Regions from separate parts of the Gossypium hirsutum genome. Here region 2 is linked to region 1. The links are chromatin contacts, called in public Hi-C maps. All regions are on one chromosome and are shown on one strand. The core of a region is the stretch at or near the end of the contact, and the rest is flanking DNA. Distances in the headings are between cores, read along the strand shown. Region 1 holds the start of LOC107952900 (40S ribosomal protein S13). Region 2 holds the start of LOC107952705 (Golgi SNAP receptor complex member 1-2).

The links. A called contact is a pair of places that touch in the nucleus more often than the background predicts.
Region 2: a contact with region 1 is called in a Hi-C map of leaf, with 4 times the contacts expected there. The contact joins the promoter of LOC107952705 here to the promoter of LOC107952900 in region 1. A contact is called at or near these places in 2 of 34 Hi-C or Micro-C datasets (both in leaf).

What each region holds. Positions count from the first base shown.
Region 1 is chrA07:35,322,065-35,328,267 of Gossypium_hirsutum_v2.1, forward strand. LOC107952900 (40S ribosomal protein S13) reads left to right here and starts at 2,671. Exons shown (of 5, transcript XM_016888103.2): 1 at 2,671-2,972; 2 at 3,077-3,149; 3 at 3,579-3,717; 4 at 3,810-3,996; 5 at 4,166-4,379. The coding sequence starts at 2,950. The coding sequence ends at 4,199. It overlaps LOC107952899 (probable protein S-acyltransferase 14), which reads left to right. Exons shown (of 7, transcript XM_016888100.2): 2 at 62-281; 3 at 383-474; 4 at 755-878; 5 at 969-1,054; 6 at 1,383-1,448; 7 at 1,734-2,210. The coding sequence ends at 1,859.
Region 2 is chrA07:35,581,293-35,587,495 of Gossypium_hirsutum_v2.1, forward strand. LOC107952705 (Golgi SNAP receptor complex member 1-2) reads left to right here and starts at 2,681. Exons shown (of 6, transcript XM_016887861.2): 1 at 2,681-3,072; 2 at 3,361-3,548; 3 at 4,883-4,972; 4 at 5,061-5,132. The coding sequence starts at 2,940.

The DNA.
Region 1 (6,203 bases), core at 1,421-3,920:
GATACTGGACTATTAAATGTATGGTGAAAACTGATATGGGAACTTTTATGTAATTCTGCAGTTGGTGATGCTGTTATGGAGTTACTTTTCTGTTGTTTTGACTGATCCGGGAAGCATACCAGCTAACTGGAGGCCAGCTTTAGATGAGGAGAGAGGGGAGGCTGACCCATTGAATGGTTCAGAGTTCAATGGTTTGCAGACAAACCCATCAAATCAAAGAATTCGATATTGTCGCAAGTGCAACCAGCTGAAACCACCTCGCTGCCATCATTGTTCTGTTTGTGCGTTCTTCATTCGCTAAATTTCTCCATTTCTTTTACTTTATGTGCTAGTAATATTGTTATCATCAACGACCAGTTCTAAATCAATTTCATTGTTTCAGGTGGGCGGTGTGTGCTAAAGATGGACCATCATTGCGTGTGGGTTGTCAATTGTGTTGGTGCATTAAATTACAAGTATTTCCTTCTTTTCTTGGTATGTTTGCTTTATTTTCGAACTAGTTTCTCATGCAGTTTATGCCCTGTAGGTCCTACTTGCTTTATACTTAGCTTCAAGAAGTTAATATTTTCAAATTTCTTATGGAAGCATAACTTGAGTTGTGGAGTTTTTCTTTCCTCTCTGACATTCGTTTTCTCATTGCATTGGTTATAGTAATATTGGTTATGATTTATGATTGCAATTTATGAGATGTTGATGGAGCAATGATCCTATTTTCTTGGCATTTATTTGACTATGATTTTAAACCTCAATGCAGTTTTACACATTCCTCGAAACTAGTCTTGTGACTTTGGCCTTATTGCCTCATTTCATAGCATTCTTTAGTGATGTAGAAATTCCAGGAACCCCTGGAACCTTGGCTACCACTTTCCTTTCCTTTGGTATGGACTTCTTGGTCTGTTCTTCTGATCTATTTTACTTTAGTGACTATGCAGTATGTACAAATGTATGACTATGTTCTGCTGTGGCAGTTTTGAATCTGGCATTTGCATTAAGTGTCTTGGGCTTTTTGATCATGCACATATCTTTGGTGGCCGCTAATACGACTACTATTGAGGTATTTGGCTTCATCTCAAGTATTAGTACCATATCATAATGATTGGTGTTTCCAAACATTAATCTTTATTGTTTTTTTAATACCATGTCATTATATCAAGCTATGCTCAATTTCATGTGTGCGAACCTTTTAGCTCCTCCCCTGCCCTGAGGAGGAAGGAAAAGAAATAATTAATTTTCCAACAAACTCCAACACCATAATACCCAACAGATTAATATTTAATAGAGTTTAGGGCCATTTTTTGGCCAGGTTATGTGTTATATTGCCCAGGGCGCAGTATAAATGGACTCAAATTTACTGACAAAATCCATGCTTGTCTTTTGAGCAGGCCTATGAGAAGAAAACCACTCCAAAATGGCGTTATGACCTTGGTCGGAAGAAAAATTTTGAACAGGTTAACCATTATTGCAACATGGCTGTTTCCTTGTTTCTTTACATGTATTTCTTGCATAAAAGAAGCATTCATATAATGGTCACTTGGGTTGTCCAGAATTTGTTCTTGAAATGTTTTGCTTTTGTTTAAATGTCCTCATGGTAGTTCGACTCTTCTCATTGTGATCCCAGATTTTGAATATCCATGCTGAAGTTTACTTGATAGGATTTTTACTCTTATAGCTGGCCATTCTGGCAAGTTCTATGTCATCAGTTTACTCAAGCTTTGGTGTTTGTCCGAATACAGGTGTTTGGTACAGACAAGCGATACTGGTTTATTCCAGCTTATTCGGATGAGGATTTACGACGGATGCCAGCGCTGCTGGGCCTTGAATATCCATCAAAGCCTGATTTTGATTCGCAGGAGTTCTAAAAGGTTGATATAATAGGAACAATAAAAACCTCCTCCGTGCCAAACAATTTGGAGAATTTTCTTACCAATTATCAATACGGAAGTCTTGTGCAGCATAGTTCCACTTGCCTTGTATTCTAACAGGTACATTACTGTGAGGCCGGTTTCGCCTTCTAACTGTTTATCAGGCAGCTTCGTGTAGAAATAGCAATAGAGTGAGAGAGAGAATATCGGGGAAAGCAGCCTTTGTTGTGAAAATGGTGATGGGGGACTGACAAGTTTAATTTTGATTTTTATATAACTACATTATGTTTTATATTTTCGGAAATCCAATGTAACATTTCACTTTGCAATATTAATTTACTTCTTGTAGATTTCTGGTATCGATGATTGGAAAACTAGATTTTTCTTCCTGGTTACGCTTTCTAGCAAAAGTAAAACCCAAGGTGCTGCAAGTTGAAAACCGCAAGAGAAATAGTACAGAAAACAAAAAAAGGAGAAGAGAATCGAGAGAGAGAGAGAATGAAAACTGAATACCCAACCAATTCAATAACCAACTCCCCCATACGAAGTAAGGAAATGACCGTTACATTAATACCCTGCATACTAAACGCTTATTACTTCATTTGCCCATTTTTAGTTTTACCCTGTAACACAAGGAGTTTGGAAAAATTCTCATGCATAAAAGTTCCGAGGAAAGTTTAATGTTTAAGATAATGATTGTTTAAGAAAGCAAATGAGGGATTTTTTTTCTTATATTCTGGATAAGTTTAGTGAGAATTTTTAACTTCTCAGATATTTATACTTCCTAAACTCGGGCTCTGTTTAGATTCGCTGCCATGGCTGGCGCTTCCAAAATCTTTGTTATATTTTTCCAGCTTTGCGGTCAGGATTGGATCATCTCTGATGACAAAGAAATGAATCATGCTTGTTAACATTCGAGGGCTGGGCCCAACTTGTAATAAATCCAGGCCCAATATATTCTAGCGAAGGATTAAAAACCCTACCCTCACCGAGCCTTCATTTTTTATATTCTAGGGTTTCTTTGCAGAGAGGTGAAGTGAGCCAGCCAGCCAGCCAGCCAAGCAATCGAGCTCGGAACTCCGCAACCATGGGTCGTATGCACAGCCGAGGGTTGGTATTTTGCTCTTACACGCTGAAATCAATCCTACAATACTATCTAGTCTTAAATCGATTCTAGCTGCCTACTTCACCGTTCATTTTAACTTGATTTGCAGTAAGGGTATTTCCGCATCTGCTCTGCCCTACAAGAGGACTCCACCAAGTTGGTTGAAGATCTCTTCTCAAGATGTGAGTCGCTTTTTATTTTGAGTCTTCACTTCATTTTTATTTGCTCTGCAAATTATTCAATGGATGATACCAACCTTTTGTTTTTTTCTATTTTGAAAGAAAAATTCGACTTTTTTTAAATTGTGTGTCATTATTTTCAGTGAATTTGCTCTTTCAATCCTGTATGTGAATAGTTGAGTCTCCAAGACTTGTTTCATTAGAATACTAGTAGAGAAGAACCAAATGTTTGATTAATGGAAGTTCCATTATTTTTGCAATACTATTTCTTATGTTCTTTTATCCTCATATAATGTTCCAAATGCATTTATTCTGATTTAACTCTCATCAATCAGGGTTCGGAAAACCCTTACCTTAACTCATTCTGTCTTTATGAAATGTTTGTACCATTGTTTGGCAATATTCATTTTTAACCTTGATTTCATCATTCAGGTGGAGGAGAACATTTGTAAGTTTGCAAAGAAAGGTTTGACCCCATCACAAATTGGTGTCATTCTCCGTGATTCTCACGGGATTGCTCAGGTGAAGAGTGTTACAGGCAGCAAGATTTTGCGGATACTGAAAGCCCACGGTACATCTTTCTTCAACATTGTGCTGTGTTTCGTTTTCTTATGTTTTTAATTCATTTGAAGAAAACATTCAGCTCATAATTGCTCCTGTCAGGACTTGCTCCTGAAATCCCCGAGGATCTGTACCACTTGATCAAGAAAGCCGTTGCCATCAGAAAGCATCTTGAGAGGAACAGGAAAGACAAGGATTCCAAATTCAGGTTGATCTTGGTCGAGAGCAGAATCCATCGTCTTGCCCGCTATTACAAGAAAACAAAGAAGCTCCCACCCGTGTGGAAATAGTAAGTATTTTGTATCCCTGGTTTGCTTCCTCTTGTGATGTATGTATGACTCGATGATGGGAAGAAAGCATATGGTCAATTAAATAATCGCCTCAACACTCTGCTGAAATTTTTTCTCAAATATTGGGTGTAACATAAGCCAAAATTTAACACACTTCTACTTATGCAGTGAGTCAACCACCGCCAGTACTCTTGTGGCTTAGGGCAGCCACATTTTTGAACCAGTTTCCTGGTGCTTCAATAGCGATTCGCCTTTGACTTTTAGCTAATGGTGGTTTGAAATTGAGAGGGGAAATATTATGTTTAGTGTATCAGAATAATTGATATTTTTTTCGTTTGAAATGTTTTTGAATCTTAATGGTTACATGGATTTGTTTTCTTAATATTTTTGGCTTACAAATTTTAATGTAGTATGAAATTAATTTAAAATAATTCGAAGGAGAATATTAATACTGGGAGTTGCTCTTACAAGCCTAATTTTAATGGATTATCATGTCTAGCGCTGCAAATAGGCTCTAATATCCATCTTCTGCCATTTTAATCATAGGCGGGAATCCTGTCAAATTTACCTTCACTGTAACATGGCTAGATTCACCAGATTGAGAATTTCAGGAACTGGGTAGTGTTTATTGGAGATTTTTCGTAGTTGCAACTAGCAAAGTCACCTTTGTTTCATTTTGCGTTAACTATTCAAACTCCTAGCTGACTGAACAAGCCTTAATCTATGTTTCAAGTCCAATTCTATTAACATTAAAATTAGGTTTTGAATTGAAAACTGAATCAGTGGTCGAATTAATTAGATCATCAGTTTATTTGATTGGTTAGTTTGTACGGTTTGATCAAATCATTAAAAATTTATAATAAAAAATAGTTTAATTGTTGGTTTAATCAATTTTTAATTCAGTTCAATTAGTTCTTAATCTAATCGGTCCAACTAATTATTCAGTCTAATTCAAGTAACTATGATAATTCTCACATGATTAAAATATAAATATTTATTCTTGATAAATTTAAAATATAGTTGCTATACTTATGTTTTTAAGAATTTAATATTTTATTTCTCAGATTTTAATTAAACTTAAATTTTAAAATTTATAAAATAAAATTAAACCCTTAAAAAAAGATTAATTGAGCTCTATTGTCAATGTCGGTTGTCTTTCATCTTTATTATGGTATTCTTATTTTCCTCGTATAACCCATTCAATTTCCCAATTTATTATTATAAAAGCAAAAGATGGAGAAATTCTGTCATTTTTCAATTATTTATCTAAACAAGGTGACATTTTGAATTAATGAATTTCAAATGTTGGAAACTTTATTTGTCTTTGAACAATAGTTAAAATGAGTTGTTTGGAGCAATCAAATTTTTTGATGTTATATATTTGACTTTTAATGATTTACGTTTTAATATTAATTAACGAGAATTTCATAATAAATTAGAATATGATCACCATCCATTTAATTGCCTTGAAGAGGAAGGAGACGACTTTAAACTTGGTGAATACTCATCATTATCCTTATCTTTTAGAGTATTTCAAGTTATTGAGGAGTTTGTTTATAAAAACTTTTATGTGATAAATACTCAAGATAATTAGTGGAATAAAATTGACTTTCAAATGAGTGTTTCAAGCTTATAAAAACATTACTAGTTGATCATTTGAAGAAACTTATAAATAGGTTGTTTGTGTTACGCACTACTATGCATTTTTTAGTGTCTTTTTAATTTTTGTCTTTGGTTATTTTTATTAGAATATTTTATGCCACTCTTTTAGGTATTCTTTGGATAGTTTTATTAAATGTATTATGATGTATTTTGGGTGAGTGATTTTTAACAATTTGGGTTCAATATCAAGGCCACAAATATCTGTTTGTGTAAGGTAGTTTGGCCTTTAGCTAATAGTGTTGGAATTGGTACCCTAAGTTTAGTATATTGGTTTTGTATATTTGTAATTTTCGAGCAAATTAGTTTAATAATAACATCCATTGATTACATTAATACCCTTTGTATATTGTTCTCAATGTTTTTGCATGCAAAACAAAATGTAAACAAATATTGACTCTCTGGTTGTTTAATGTTTAACTAATATTAAGTGATATTACGTGGTCGAATCGTAATACAAAGAGACAACTTGTATTAGTAGATAAACCTAAACAAGTCCTTAGTCTAATTGGAAATGAGCAAATCGATTGAAAGACTAATAGGTCGT
Region 2 (6,203 bases), core at 1,431-3,930, 260 kb after region 1:
AAAGTCTAATTTTTCCGTATTTAATTTTAAGAAATATACCAAATAAATTTTATAACTTAAATTTGTATTTACTTTTTCATACTTAATTTTTAACACTTAAGTCTTTTTAGTTTATCAAACAACACCATAATTGGAGCTCAAGTTCACTGGATACTAACTCAATCGAAGCATGATTGAAAACTATTCTTTTACAAAATAATAAAATATTAATTTATATATTTTTTATATAAAATCTATAAAATGCTTATACATAGCAAGAATTGAACTTAAAAACTAAAATTTATAGCTCTAACTAGAGCCTCATTTGAATTTTATATATTTTTATGTACCTTTTTCACACATGTCATGAGTGCGCCACAATTTAGTGTATATATATAAACTTTAATTCGCGATATATGTATATTGAAAGGTAAATTTATTAATTCATTCAATGAATGGAATCATACAATTTAAGGAAAAAAATAACAAACACTCGTCGTAGATGAGGAATAACAAACTCTATCAACATAGAACATTTTGACACATTGACAATTGGTTTTGCCACAACTCAAGCATGACATATCTGGAGTGATTGCAAGCACTTAACACGATAACGAAATCAGCCTCGAATGGTCCAAAGCAGTGAGCAAAAATCGACAAAAGAATCGAGTATTACCAAAGTATAGAGGACAACAACAAAACCATCCTAAAAATCACTTGTAAAACTAAGATTACATGCATAAGCAAGACTAAAAATCGTGCTATAAGAGCAGACAAAAATTTCTAAAACTGAAGACTTATTAAATAATGGAAAAGCAAACAAAAAAAAACATATAAAACTTAAGACAACACAAGTCTAAATCGACTCGTGAAATCATTTATTATTCTGAAATATTCTCAAAACAGAACCAAATTAAGAAACTGACGAAGAGCCACCCACTTTGTAAAAAAACTATTGGTGGCCGGTGGAGTTTTAGCGAACGACAAGCATTGTCATCTATCCATCATAACTTGTGAAGACAATAAAGATACACACAAAATAGATTTGCAAACTGAAAAAGAGAGAATACATGTGGAGTGAACGAGAAAAATAAAGAAAGAAAGAATTGGTGGGAGGGGAAAAATAGCGGGCGATAGCCAATCCGGAGGCTGGCACCGTCGTTGAGCAAAACAAAAAATAAGAAACAAATGGCTTGTTCATTCGTTATATATATATGTTAACATAGATATTTTTACTTTCAATCGTTAAAAATATATTAATCTATGTACTCTTTTAGATCGATATGGTACATATATCAAATCGATTCAAAAATTTACATGCATGACAAATACAATTATATTGATAATATAGAGAGAGAGAGAGAGAGAGAAAAGTGCACTAGACATCCCCAAACTATGACCCTCATTCTAAATTGACCCCTAAACTTAAAAATATTGTAATTACATCCCTAAACTATTGATATTATATCAATCATGTCCTTTAATTATTGAAACCATTAATTCAATAGTTAAATTACATGTCAAATGTTACGTGACATAATTTAAAATGAAAAATTTAAAGAAAGAAAAATGTTACCACATAAATTTTAAAAGTAAAAACTAAAAATAAAGTAAATTGAAAAAAGAAACAGCAGGTGATAAAACTTTTGTAAAAGCTTCGAAAACCTCAAAATCAATATTCTTACGACATCCCTTTTTACAATATTCATTTTTTTTAAACTTTTCATTTTAAACTATGCCACATAAGATTTGACATCTCATTAACGATTAAATTAATGGTTTTAGAAATGGAAGAACCTTATTGATATAACTTTAATAGTTCAAAATGTAATTAGAGTTTTTTAAAATTTAGGGACTAATTTAAAATAAAGTTATAGTTTGAGATGAATGGTGCAATTATCTATATATAGAGAGAGATTTTCTTTGCCATTTATAAGATTAATAATTGAGTTTTATATGAGATTCTTTTTATAATATTTTAATTACAGAAACTATTAATCTATATTATTATTTAAGTGTTTTATTGAGTTGGTGTCACATTTAACTGAGACAACTCAATTGTTAAATTATGTAAATACTTTTACATAATGAAAATAAGTTATATTATTTGAGAGTCCTTTAGTCTTTTTCATTTAAAAAAAAACTAAAATAATGCATTTATTGAGATTTGAACCTAAGTCAATTGTATGAGTAAAATTTTTAATTACCACTTAGCCAAAGCTTTATCTTAATACCTTTGTACATTTTAATTTTAATTATGCACACTTTATTACTTCTGTCAATTGTATATTTTAATAATGTATTTAATTGAGTTAGTGTCACAAGTTAACTCAACACTGGCTCAAGATTAATAATAACACAATGATAAACAATTAAATCTATTTTTAAATTTTAATATCATATATATTGAATGTGTAATTATTAGTAATTACTTTTAAGCCATGTGCTTCCTTTATTTTATGTTATTTTTAAATACAAATTTGTGGTTTGCACACGCATTTCTAACATAATGAATAATATAATTTATATTAATTTCATAAAATAAAATATATTATTTAATAAATTTAAAAAATTAATATTTAATATTTTATTTGACATTAGAAACTAATAGATATAGATGAGTAATTGGGCCTTCAAGAGAGTTTATTTTGGTAGAATGGAACCATAGTTTGATTCTCTTTTGGGCCCATGCTTAGGTTCAAGGGTCCAGATGCAAAATAATAAACCACGAATAACCAGAGAAGAGAGGATCATCGAAACTCTGAGAAACAGAAAATCAAAATTGAACGATCATCGAAAATAAAGAAAGCAAGTAAGCTTCCAACACTCAGCAGCATTTTTGAATTCTGTAATTGGATGAGGGTTACTAACCTGAAATAACTCAACCAATCTCCATCGTTGGATCCACATAAGAAACGAAACTAGAGCCAGGGATCCGAATTTCAAACACCAAGATCTAAATGACGGATCCAAATCTGGATCTGCAAGAATCGGGTTGGGAGGAACTCAGGAGAGAGGCTCGAAAGATCGAGGGTGATCTCGATGTCAAACTCTCTTCTTATGCTAAGCTCGGTGCTAGGTTCACCCAAGGAGGTTTGCTCTTTTACTGCTTCCTTTTTCATTTTATTATCTCTAGATTTTTGTTCCAAATGCTTCTTGTTTTGTGTTATATGGTTGCATTTTGATTTTCTTTTGGTAGATTACAGTAATTATGAATAAATCTGTTAAAAAAACTGAACAAACTCCAATGGCTGAATAGATTGGATCTTTAATACCAAAGAGCATATATTTTATTCCTTGTATTTAAATCGCCTTTGAAATCTGGTTAGATTCATTTTTCCCCTTTGTGATGATATATGTATTCACATTGAGCTTATCTAGATACTGGGTCGCCAACCGTTGGGTCAAGTAGATCATGGAAGTCTATGGAAATGGAAATTCAGTCATTGCTCGAGAAACTGCTGGACATAAATGATGCCATGAGCAGATGTGCTGCGTCTGCTGCTTCAACTACTTCAGTAACCCAGAAGCTTGCAAGGCATAGAGACATACTACATGAGTTTACTCAGGTTTATTTGTTGTCTACTCTGTAATTTTTATCTAGACTTGTTATTAGAACTCAGGTTTCCATGTTTAATTACCGGGTGCTATAAGCTTCAATGAAATATTAACATTTCCTGATATTTTGTCCTACATCACTGCTAGATATTAAATTATGTGTAGTGTATAGTCTTGCAACTTCTAATTATTGCTGTTGTTTTTGTATTCTTTTACCACTGCAATTGGAAAAACTCTCTTCCAACCTCTAAGTCATTGTCACCATTATGTTTGTGAGCCATGGTTCAAACTGATAATATACCAAATCATGACACCATCAAGGCATGCTTATAAACATGTTTGATTGGTTGTTTTGGCAATTCTTACTGGGATATCTGTACCTCTATTTGAAATAAAATATAATTCAGTTATTCTATTTATTAATTGTAATTAGTTCATGGTTCATGATTGTTACATGCCTGACAATCAGTTCAGTGGGATAAGAAATACAGTACAAGCAGCAAGTTAGCATTCTGTGTAAATTTGTTTATGGCAACATGAGTATAATTATACTATTGTTTTATTGTTGCTTTTCATTTTTGCAAAATGCTATATGAGTCAAGTTCTCAAAAGATTTTTGGTCCATGGTTTTTTTTTTTGTTGATAATTGATGGACTCGTTCCGGCAACTTCATATAGTTCCCTAGCAGTTTTAGAATTTGAACTTTTTACATTATATCTTTTGTTGTGTATTTGCTCTGTTCTCTACTTGTGTACTTGGGAAAAGTAATTTCCATAGACAATTGGGGATGTATAAAATCCTTCCCATTTACATGAAAAGTTTCTGCAGGGGTAGCATGTGATTTTCCTTTATGTTCAAGTTTACAGTTGCAAGTGCCCTAATCTCCTCTTTTCTTGAACCATGAGAGAAGTGGAAGAAGAGTGGCTGTTGGTGGTAGCTTAACAGACTGACCTAATCTCTAATTCATTCTCAATTTTTGAAAAATCATATATTTCTCCCCAACAGATTTACATTTCTGTATGATCCAAACCTGGGGTTGCTGTAAGTTCTTTATTTGCTACCCTGGCTCATTTCACTATAAATTTATGTTCCCATGATCCATGGAATTATTCTCCACTACACTTTCATTGTCATCAATTATAGATCGAACTAGGCTCCAAATGTGTTCACTCATCTGCTTTTTGGACTGTCAATTGTCTTTATTGCACTTTGGTTCATTGCTCTATAAATTATGGCATCCATGTTCCATTGAATTGCCCCTAGTTATTGCTGCTTTTGGCTGTTTATTATTTGGACTAGTTGATTAGTTTTCTATCTTTTTGAAGCAATGATATATCTTTGTTAGGAGTTTAGAAGAATCAAAGGAAACATAAATTCAATGAGGGAACACGCGGAGCTTCTGAGTTCTGTCAGAGATGATATTAATGAGTATAAGGTAGTCATATGATTTCAACTCTTAATTTTTTCAGTGCCATTGCTAATATCATGTTGTTTCCCAAAGTTACCTATTTGCCATAATGCAGGCATCTGGGAGTATGTCACCGAGAATGCAATTACTCAGAGAGCGAGCTGCCATCCATGGAAGCATAGCTCATGTAAGATTTAAACATTCTTTTATCAATGTTTATTGTGGTGCATTCTTTGTTGAAAGAACTTTCCCCTTCTGTGTTTTACCTTAATGTGTTTTATCCTGGTATAGTTTAATTGGTTTTGGATTAGGTGTGCGACACAATTACGCATTATAAACTGAAGAAACAGGTGAACCTGTTGGTCAGAAACCTAAAGCTACTGTCTAGCATGTAGAAGCCAAATGGTTGAAACCACCATTGTCAAGTCTCCATGAACTAGTCTCAAAATCCAAATGTACATTACCAAAAGTTAGCTCAAAGCTTTGACAAAAACCACTTTTTATATGAGATACATGAATCCAGAATCAAGCCCTTACAAATAAATACAAGGGAAGTGCAAAAAGAAAAGCCCTAATCACAAAGCCCCATTTACAAATTTGTCTAGGACAATCATTTCTATTGCTTAGATGTGACGTTCCATCAGTTTGGTTTTGGTTGCTTAATGATGTATACCTCTTTACCTCTTGCTCATCATTGCTAAACATGTCTTTGGTTGCTTTATCACAATTTGAAGGATCTAGGTTTTGGAATTCAAACACTTGTACTACACAGGTGACTTGTGTCTCATGAAAGTTGATTCTGGTGCTGTTATCTGCTTATATGGGTTATTCATAGTTGTGGATTGATGGGTGTTCACATGTCATACTTCATACTAGCTTTGGGGCCATGTTTGCATCATTGTACTTTTAGTATAAGCGAAAGTATGGTCTGCACTAAGTTCTAATTTACCCAAAAGAGAAAGATTTAGAGTTGGAGTACAAGTGGGGAAGGTGAATTCCATTGAAGTTCAAAATTGGTTGCAAATAGATATGCTGATAAAATTTTATTTTACATCTTTCTCGTGCACAATCATCCGTCTTTGCTCACACATCTTTCTATTTTATCTTCTCTAGCTGTGTCTACAGGTAACTTGGGTATGTTAACTCCTTTTTTAATTGATAAGATTAATGTAGCATAGAATAAACTTTAGGCTTCCCATTGGTTTCGTAATATTTTGTTTGTTAGCTTCAATGCCTTGCTACTGTTGGGAATCAATAT